Regions from separate parts of the Mus musculus genome. Here region 1 is linked to region 2. Evidence: chromatin contacts called from public HiChIP or PLAC-seq data. All regions are on one chromosome and are shown on one strand. The core of a region is the stretch at or near the end of the contact, and the rest is flanking DNA. Distances in the headings are between cores, read along the strand shown.

What was found. HiChIP or PLAC-seq counts read pairs in DNA pulled down with a chosen protein or histone mark.
Region 1: a contact with region 2 is called in an H3K27ac HiChIP or PLAC-seq map of stem cell-derived neural progenitor cells. The contact joins two enhancer-like sites. A contact is called at or near these places in 2 of 484 Hi-C or Micro-C datasets (double positive thymocytes and nephron progenitors), 5 of 115 datasets of contacts at active chromatin or transcription factors (embryonic stem cells, neural progenitor cells and stem cell-derived neural progenitor cells) and 1 of 9 other capture datasets (embryonic stem cells).

What each region holds. Positions count from the first base shown.
Region 1 is chr3:50,879,589-50,884,627 of GRCm38.p6, forward strand. Gm37548 (a long non-coding RNA gene) reads right to left here. Exons shown (of 2, transcript XR_003954473.1): 2 at 3,649-5,039. Among named protein-coding and RNA genes, the nearest start is that of Gm37548, 6.8 kb to the right of the region's middle. Within about 2 kb of position 2,988, at least 48 of the 459 cell types and tissues checked have an H3K27ac peak or open chromatin away from gene starts, as enhancers often do. A contact at or near this core is called in neural progenitor cells and stem cell-derived neural progenitor cells, where this site is marked.
Region 2 is chr3:50,693,430-50,698,266 of GRCm38.p6, forward strand. No RefSeq gene overlaps it. Among named protein-coding and RNA genes, the nearest start is that of Gm40043, 16 kb to the right of the region's middle. Within about 2 kb of position 1,347, at least 36 of the 459 cell types and tissues checked have an H3K27ac peak or open chromatin away from gene starts, as enhancers often do. A contact at or near this core is called in neural progenitor cells and stem cell-derived neural progenitor cells, where this site is marked.

The DNA.
Region 1 (5,039 bases), core at 1,738-4,237, 190 kb after region 2:
TGGCAGAATTTTCCAACCAAGGGCTATCTACTTAATGATCCCCAACCGGTGTTCAAAATCTCCCCAAGCCAGCAGGACTCTTCTCTCTATTCGAATCGTGTCTTAATCTTTCTTTGGACAAATGTTCTGGAGTTGTGCCCCGCAAGTCCTTCACGGTGCACAACACTATCTCACTCTGGCTTACCTACTTCCTAGTCTGCTGCTACATAAGATAAGCCCTCCCCTTTCAGCAAAGTCTCCCACAAACAGTGAGTGAAAGATGTCAGCCATCATGAAGCTTCCTGGATCCCTCCGGAAATCTTGGGGACCTGAGCGTTTGCTGAGAGTTTGACTTTATTATTAAGATTTTATTTGTGTATATGTGTGTCTGCCTGCCTGTGTCTGACTGTGTGTATCTCGGTCTGTGTGTGTCTATGTCTGTCTGTGTGAGTCACATGTGTGCAGGTGAGGGTAGAGCCCAGAAAAGGTTATCAGTTCCCCTAAAACTGGAGTGACAAGCAGTGGGGAGCAACCTGACATGGGTGCTGGGATCAGAGCCCTAGTCTTACAAGAACAAGAACAACTAGCATTCAGCACTCATAACCACAGAGCCATCCCTCCAGCCTGGCGGTGTGACTTCTAACATCCCAGCTAACACAGAGACACAGCTCAGAACTGTGAACGAATGGTCTTTTCCATTTCGTTTTCTTTATCCCTCTTATCTCCAGATTCTTCATATGGAAACTTGCCAAATTCTTCTCCTTAACCTTCCTCACCATCAATTTCTTACCCACATTCTCCCAGAGGTCCCTGTTTCCAGCATGTTCCTTCTGTACTCTCTCTTTTCTAAGTGAGTGGTCTTAAAAAATTTAAATACTCCATTTTAGAACCTCTCTCACCTTCACCCAGCTGAACCTTATGATCACCTATCTATCTATCAATCTATCTATCATCTACCTATGCATCGTTTACCTATCTATCTATCTATCTATCTATCTATCTATCTATCTATCTATCTATCATCCATCTCTCTGTGGTAGTTGTTTTAACTATCAACTTAGCAGAGTGTGGAGCAGGCTGAAGATGTGGTTATTGCCTGTCCTCTCTTGTGATCTGGAAAGGGCTTAGTCTTGGTCATTACCAATGCCTTACTTAAATTCGGTGCCTCTTCATGTAACCCCCAGTACCTGTCTTTCACATTTCCACGTACAGTCTAAGAAGTCCTCTCGTACCACCTCCTTCCTGGAAACTTCTCCTCCAGATGAGACCCACCTTTATGATTCTCATGACATGTTTATGGCTAAGTCTGGTCCCTCTCCACAGCTAAATTCCAAACATCGTGTAATATTCTTGAACTCGGAGGCATTATCCTCTCTTCTTATGACCCAGAGCTGCCTAGAGTTGATTGGCACTGTGTCAGGACAGACAATAAGGGATTAGGACAGGTGTGATTGTTTGGAGTGGTAGAACGAGAGAAGCCTGGCCTAGGTCCTAGCATTATCTGGATAGACAGATTCACAGCTCTGGGGGGGGGGGGGTTGGGGTAACAATCTGGAACCTTCCACATGATCCTGCGGTGTCATTTCCACATGAACCACAAGTTTAATAAGAGGAAATCACCGAGATTCCAAAATGCCACCCCAAATGACTTCTGCTGTTGCTGTTGTTTTGTTTGCTGGTTGACAATTTTGTTTTGTTTTTTCATGAATTAACCAAGCTTTGTCATGTCTAATATGCAAAACAAAAACAAACAAACAAGCAGAAACCACGCCTCTTGTCTGCTCGCTATAGGAGCTGTCCCATTTCGGTTATAGAAAGGCCACTGCTGCTGCTGCGGGTACACTTGCTGAATCTCTTTCCTCTGTTAAGGAACCATGCCTGGAACACAGGGTATCATATTCTGAACAAGTTCCACGTCCTTCCTGCCTCCAGGAAACCTCACAGTTGGAGCCTTGTCCTCCCTGGTGAGAGGTCATAGAAATGCTCTCCATTAATTATGGATGAAGATTCCCAGTGAGAGGTGAGCCAATAGCCAGACACAGAGACACTGTCCCAGACCCCAACCCTCTAGGGAGCAGAGACACTGAGGGAGACACTTATGACTGTCCTCCATTTTCTACCCAGTCACACACCCCACAGGGGGTGTGAATAAGGGAAAAGAAAGATCAAAGAGCAAAAGCTAACACCACAGGAGAAGGCAGAGAGAGTGGAAACATGGATAAAAGAGAGGGGAGGGCAAAGGAGAATGAAGGAGCTGAGAAGCAGGGGGCAGGCGGGAGGAGACAGAGTAGCAGAGATGGGGACCTTAATGAGGTGGCTGGGCCTCCGGTTCCTTTTCTCTCCTTGATATTTAACCGCCTTCCTAACTGAAGTGGGTGGGGCGGTGCTGGGGTAAGCCAGCTGCTGCCGTGCCACTGCCTCTGGACCGCTGGGTTCTGGTCTTCCTGGACCCTCACTGTGCCCTACACTGAAGTGTGGGAATGCCTCTGAAGTGTGGGGAACTTGAAAGTATCCACTGGTAGACAGCTCAGCTCTTCCAACAAAATCCATTTCCGTCAAATTATCACTAGTGGCAGTGATAGAAAAATTAATGATTTCTTGAAGGGACTATTGTATTTAAATATTTCAAGCCTGTTGGTGTGATGTGTGTCAGCGAGAGAGAAACATATTGACTGGGAGCCACAGCTAATGCTGGCTTTTATAAATATCCTGTCAGATAAATAATGGCTCTCAATGGATCCGGTATGATGTACGGTTCTAAAGCAAGCAGGGTTTTGCCAAGAGGCTCAAAGGAGACTGCCATGACAATGGCATAAGCTGAATAATGGGATTTTTTTTCGTTTATCTTCTGTACCAGAGAAAGAAGCGGTAGAGAGGTTTGCTCGGTGGGCACCAAGGACAGAGTAGATTGATTCTTCAGATTTCACAAAGGATCCAAACTTCTGAGGCTTCTACTGAAAGCCTCCCGCATACCAAACAGCAATCCCTATTTGCATTTGAATCCGTCCATCCAGCAGGCTGGCCAAACCCAGGCACCCCAGGATTACCCTGCTGCCACAGGGAACAGCTCCTCTTGGCTCACAGGAGAAAAATCAAGAGCCTACAAGTGCCAATCGGGATCAATCACTGTCTGAGCAGTGTAGACTATCCAACCTTATATTCTATCATCCCCCTCCCTCCCCTAACTGTCCCTTCATGTCACAGGGAATGGAAACCTGATTAGGAAAAGTGAACGCTCTCAGTTTGCTTCCTATGAAGAAGAACCAGTATTAACTGAAGGGAGGGATGAAGGAGAGGTTTAAATTGCTAAGTAGATACTGTTCTCTGTGGATTCTGTGTGTTCTTCTCCATGGATCCCAATATCCACAGACAGATGAAGACTGTCAATAAACACTGGCATGGCCACGATTCATCCTCAAAACACGTTAGCTGCCAAGAAGTTGCAGAGTTCCAAATTCCCAAGCACCTGATTCAAAAGGAGACAGTTAAATTGGACTCTTCCAACCTACTCCGGTTTAACACTACCTTCTCCTAAGGCAATTAAGACTCTCTGTGCTCAAGCAGATAAACAGAGTTGAAAATTAATTAGAACGTGAAAAAGATGAGGATATGAGGATGAGCTAAGGGGGGAAAAACAAACCATGTTGATCAGCAATAATTCAAAAGAAGTCATCTTAACTGAAGTCAATTTATTAATAGGTTAACGTGACATAGAACTCTCAAAAATACAAGTTCAGGGATAGCAATATAGCTCAGTGATCGAGGTACTACCAGATATGTAAATACCTTGGCCACCAACACTATATATATGTGTGTGTGTATACATATATATGTGTATGTGTTTGTGTGTATATGTGTGTGTGTGTATATACACAAGAGCAGATACACACACACACATGTATGTATAATGTTTAAATCAAACTTGTTCTTATATAACCACTATCCTACCTGTCCTTAGACACATGAGGCCCCTACATGTTCCTGCTAGGACTCCATCTGGGATAAAGTGTAGGGAAAAGAAATTACAACTCATCTGCATGGTTCTTCGGTTTTTGCTTGGATGAGAATGGAGACACATTTTTCCCACCTCCCCAAACACCATGGCTATTTGTTTACACAGTAACTTTAGCTTTGTCACATAACTATAAATAAATATTACTTAATGACAGGGCACATTCTAAGAGACAATTCATCATCCAATGATATTGTTGCAGTATAAGTATTCAGAGGATATTGACACAAACTACACATATTCAAATGGTAGAACCTATGATACACCTGAACTATATGGAATATACAGTCTGCCATTGATCAAACCATCATTTCAGTGCTCCAGTATGTTTATATGTACGCCACTGTCTATAAGTGGACTCTGTTAAAAATCAAGCCTTCCAGAGACACAGAAAGCCACACCATATCTTGTGCCAAGTAGAGTCACACTGGGGACCTGACGACTTGACTTTTCTATCACATAAATGCTTTATCAGGATAAAGCTTGGCTCTCTATCATAGGAAACAATGACAGCCTCCAAAGAAAAACATGATAGATGTGTAACCTCCCTTGGTCTCATATACTTTTTAACTTTCTATTGATTCTTTGTGACTTTCCCATCATGCACTCCGGTCCCACTCATCTCCCTACCCCCTCATATCCACCCTCCACCCTTGCAACCTCCCTCCCAAAGAAAATAAAAGCACACAAGCAAATAAACAAAACAAACATCAGAGAATACATTTTGTTGTGGAAGCTGTTGTGTGTCACAATGTGTCCCACAGGATATCCCGCTGTCCATACATCTTCACTTGCAAATCTTCATTGCAATGAGTCATTGATCTGGTTCGAGATTGCTGGCTTCTGTAACACCTTCAGTACTGGATCCTCACTGGAACTCTTCCTGGTTATCCTATTGTTGCCCTGTGTCTCAGAGATCCTGCAGCTTTGGATCAGCCGGGCACACCCTATCATGTGTTCCAACAGTTCACAGATGATGTAGATCTTGGAGTGGGCTGACTCAAAGCTCTGGGTCTGGGCCTGTGTGGTACCTGAGCTGATCTGCCTC
Region 2 (4,837 bases), core at 97-2,596:
AATACTACTTAACAAATAGTGACCAATGACAACTAATAGCAACCAACAGCAATCAAACACCAACCATCCAACAAACCACCTACCCTCTCCAGGCCCATACTCTCTGAAAAGTCCCCAGAATTCCAAACATCACATAATAGCAGAAACTTTGCTGATGGCCAAATCACATTAGGCAAATCATAGTCAGCTGCTGTGGACAATCTGAAGCAGCCCACTATCCCACACCTGGAGTTAAAACAAAAATATATCCTTATAAATGTCAATACTTTTTAAAGAAACCAAACTTCCAAAATTGTCACTGCAAGTTGATATGTCAACGAACGATATCTTCACTTATTGGCTCTTCCAGAGTCTCTGAGAAGATCGGTCTTTGCACACTGCATCATGTCTCCTGGAAGCTATTTACCTACTAGAAGGGCACTATAGGAGTTAGAAATGTACTTCAAACCCTGGCCCTGCCATTCATTTCCTGTGTGGCCTCTCCATGCCTTGACTGTTTCATGTCACTGGAAGAAATTGTCACATGCCAGCTATTCAAAATCCCTAGAACTGAAGCTGGCATGGAGTTACTGCCATCTCCTGACTGTCCTCAACAGCAGACTTCCAGTGGCCTGATTCACGCATCTGTTTGGGCCATCATCCCAATCTTCAGGCCTGTGGGTGTGACATTGAATTATTCCAAGTCCTGCTGGTCTTTTTCACATCTGGCTATTGATATCAGCCTTTTTCTACCTAACAATCTCAGAGATAATATAGCTATACACTTGTAGCCTAAAGAAACCTAAGCCTAACGCTTAGGAGTTCTTATGATTTTAATCAGTTTTCCTTGATAAGAAACTATTATCTCTCGTTGCTGGGTTAATGAATAAGGAAAATTTTAAACCATAATTTCTACTCCTGTTTAGTTTTGTTTCTTTATAAGCAATCACCTTGCTACAGGAAACATCCCTTCACATCTTGCCCCAGCTGTTTAATTCATTTGGCATTACAATTTTTTTTTTGTCTTTACTAAAAGCTGGTAGAATTTCAAAAGGAGCTTGATGAGGAAAGATTTCAAATATCCTCTCAGTTTTCTTTTCTCCTGGCAAATGAAGTTGCAGAGTCCTAGTGCCATTTAACGTGGCGGTTGGGTGGATGGGACAACTCTTTTAAGATCACACACCTATGGCTGCTTTCCACAGCCCCGCTTCAGTTTGTCTGCCACTTCTCATGCAGAGTCACTGGGAACTGGGCCATGTTCCGTTATCCATTTCAGCTTTGTAAAAAGGAAGTGAGAGATCAGGATCGTTAGATTCTATAAACACTTGAATGCCTGGGAAATGCAAAACCATGCGCCAGGCTGCTGGCTACAAGCAGCAGAGTGGGGAGGAAGGAAATTACATCTTAAACGCCAACGCACTATTCTTACAGAGATGCCTAAAGAGAAGGGAATTCAAGTTGAGCATTTGAATGTTAAAACCAAATAGACAATGAGATGCTCTCCCAGAAAAATAGCTGCCAGATATGTGTTCTCCTGAATGGAAAAGGGAAGAAAAGAGGAGAAACAGAGATAAAAGGCAACATGGGGGAAAGGAGGAGACAGATTGTCTAGGGAGGGTAGTTAAGAATCCTGGAGTTTTACACGAAATGTAATTTTGTTCCATAAAGGGATTTACAATGAGGGAGAGAGGAAAGAGTCGGAGCTCAACTTCACACTCTATGATTCCCTGACATAATATTTCCTCCTCGGATTCCAGCAATTCCAAGTAGTCAATTCAGTGCTATGCAATTCTGAAAATTATCCACAAGGCCAAAATCTATTGCGGGAGCATGCAAACTCCCAGGTCCAAAGCTGGGAACATTATCGTCATTTTTTTCTTTCCTTCAGCTGCTCCACGGCTTTAAGACAAACGAACGGAAAGCCACAGAGCTTTTAAGATGTGGGCTGCATTGTTCTTTTCTCCTGTGGTATAGGTAACCTTTCCCTGCCTGCATGAAGATGCAGAGGTCTATTCCATATACTTTTTTGTTACTTTGCTGCTTGTTGGTGAAACGAATTGCTGCAGAGAAAGCAGCGCCGTAGAGACTGAAGAGCAGGTGACACCGCCTAGCTTCTGCTGTGCGGCTCTGTCACTTTGTGCTAGCAAAGTCCCACACTAGTGCAGGTCACGGATAGAACAATGGCCCACAAAGCCCTTGGACAGGAAGAAAACTGTGAGACGTGGGATTTTAGTGAAAATTCAAAAGCCAACTGGTGCTCTCTGAACCCACTGAATAAGCCCTAAGTTGAAGCCATCAGATTTAACAATTCTCTATAGAAGATTTGGAAGCAAAATCAGGAAGAAATATAATTTCTCTTAAAAAAAAAAAACTTGCACCTTTGCCTCTCTCACACACATTCACACAGCAAAGTAAATGTCATTGTCTATTGAAGGTTGCTGGCAACATTATTGATTATACCATAGCCAATGAACAACTCATGCATTTTTAAACTCTGTAAGTTCTCAGTCCAACTGAGCCCTAAACACAACGGAGAAAGTAAGCAACATCATAAATTGAAGGACAAGGAGTGTTTTAAAATGGGATGGCCTGGGTATGTAACTAAGGGGTGGAGCACTTGCCTAGCATGCAAAAGATCTGGGTTTGATTCTCAGTAGCACGAGACAGAGCGCGTTGAGGAGCGAGTGTATGGAAAGGCACAGCTAACTGAAAGCAAGGATTCCTCATGAGTTCCATGAGACTCCAAGCACATCCTAGGAGCCAGCGGCTGCTCCATGTGGCTTATGAACCACAGATTTTTTTTCATTTTTATAGAACTTCTTCTCTTGTGAGGTAGAAGGATTTAAGTAAGGCTGTTGATTTGCATCAGTGGCTAAGTCTGATGATGTATGCTCAATTCCTAGAACCCACATGTTAGAAGGAGAGAACTGAGTTCTGAAAGTTGTCCTCTAATGTCTGCATACACCATGGCACACATGTGCCCACACAATAGATAAATGCAACAATTCTCTTTTTTTCCATTTTTTATTAGGTATTTAGCTCATTTATATTTCCAATGCTATACCAAAAGTCCCCCATACCCACCCACCTCCACTCCCCTACACACCCACTCCCCCTTTTTGGCCCTGGCTTTCCCCTGTACTGGGGCATACAAAGTTTGCCTGTCCAATGGGCCTCTCTTTCCAGTGATGGCCGATTAGGCCCTTTTGATACATATGCAGCTAGAGTCAAGAGTTCCGGGGTACTGGTTAGTTCATAATGTTGTTCCACCTATAGGGTTGCAGATCCCTTTAGCTCCTTGGGTTCTTTCTCTAGCTCCTCCATTGGGAGCCCTGTGATCCATCCATTAGCTGACTGTGAGCATCCACTTCTGTGTTTGCTAGGCCCCGGCATAGTCTCAGAAGAGATAGCTACATCTGGGTCCTTTCAATAAAATCTTGCTAGGGTATGCAATGGTGTCAGCGTTTGGATGCTGATTATGGGGTGGATCCCTGGATATGGCAGTGTCTACATGGTCCATCCTTTCATCTCAGCTCCAAACTTTGTCTCTGTAACTCCTTCCAGGGGTGTTTTGTTCCCAATTCTAAGGAGGGGCATAGTGTCCACACTTCAGTCTTCATTCTTCTTGAGTTTCATGTGTTTAGCAAATTGTACCTTATATCTTGGGAATCCTAGGTTTGGGGCTAATATCCACTTATCAGTGAGTACATATTGTGTGAGTGCCTTTGTGAATGTGTTACCTCACTCAGGATGATGCCCTCCAGGTCCATCCATTTGGCTAGGAATTTCATAAATTCATTCTTTTTAATAGCTGAGTAGTACTCCATTGTGTAGATGTACCACATTTTCTGTATCCATTCCTCTGTTGAGGGGCATCTGGGTTCTTTCCAGCTTCTGGCTATTATAAATAAGGCTGCTATGAACATAGTGGAACATGTGTCCTTCTTACCAGTTGGGGCATCTTCTGGATAAATGCCCAGGAGAGGTATTGCTGGATCCTCCGGTAGTACTATGTCCAATTTTCTGAGGAACCGCCAGACTGATTTCCAGAGTGGTTGTACAAGCCTGCAATGCCACCAACAATGGAGGAGTGTTCCTCTTTCTCCACATCCACGCCAGCATCTGCTGTCACCTGAATTTTTGATCTTAGCCATTCTGACTGGTGTGAGGTGGAATCTCAGGGTTATTTTGATTTGCATTTCCCTGATGATTAAGGATGTTGAACATTTTTTCAGGTGCTCCTCTGCCATTCGGTATTCCTGAGGTGAGAATTCTTTGTTCAGTTCTGAGCCCCATTTTTTAATGGGGTTGTTCGATTTTCTGAAGTCCACCTTCTTGAGTTCTTTATATATGTTGGAAATTAGCCCCCTATCTGATTTAGGATAGGTAAATATCCTTTCCCAATCTGTTGGTGGTCTTTTTGTCTTATTGACTGTGTCTTTTGCCTTGCAGAAACTTTGGAGTTTCGTTAGGTCCCATTTGTCAATTCTCGATCTTACAGCACATGCCATTGCTGTTCTGTTCAGGAATTTTTCCCCTGTGCCCATATCTTCAAGGCTTTTCCCCACTTTCTCCTCTATAAGTTTCAGTGTCTCTGGTTTTATGTGAAGTTCCTTGATCCACTTAGATTTGACCTTAGTACAAGGAGATAAGTATGGATCGATTCGCATTCTTCTACATGATAACAACCAGTTGTGCCAGCACCAATTGTTGAAAATGCTGTCTTTCTTCCACTGGATGGTTTTAGCTCCCTTGTCGAAGATCAAGTGACCATAGGTGTGTGGGTTCATTTCTGGGTCTTCAATTCTATTCCATTGGTCTACTTGTCTGTCTCTATACCAGTACCATGCAGTTTTTA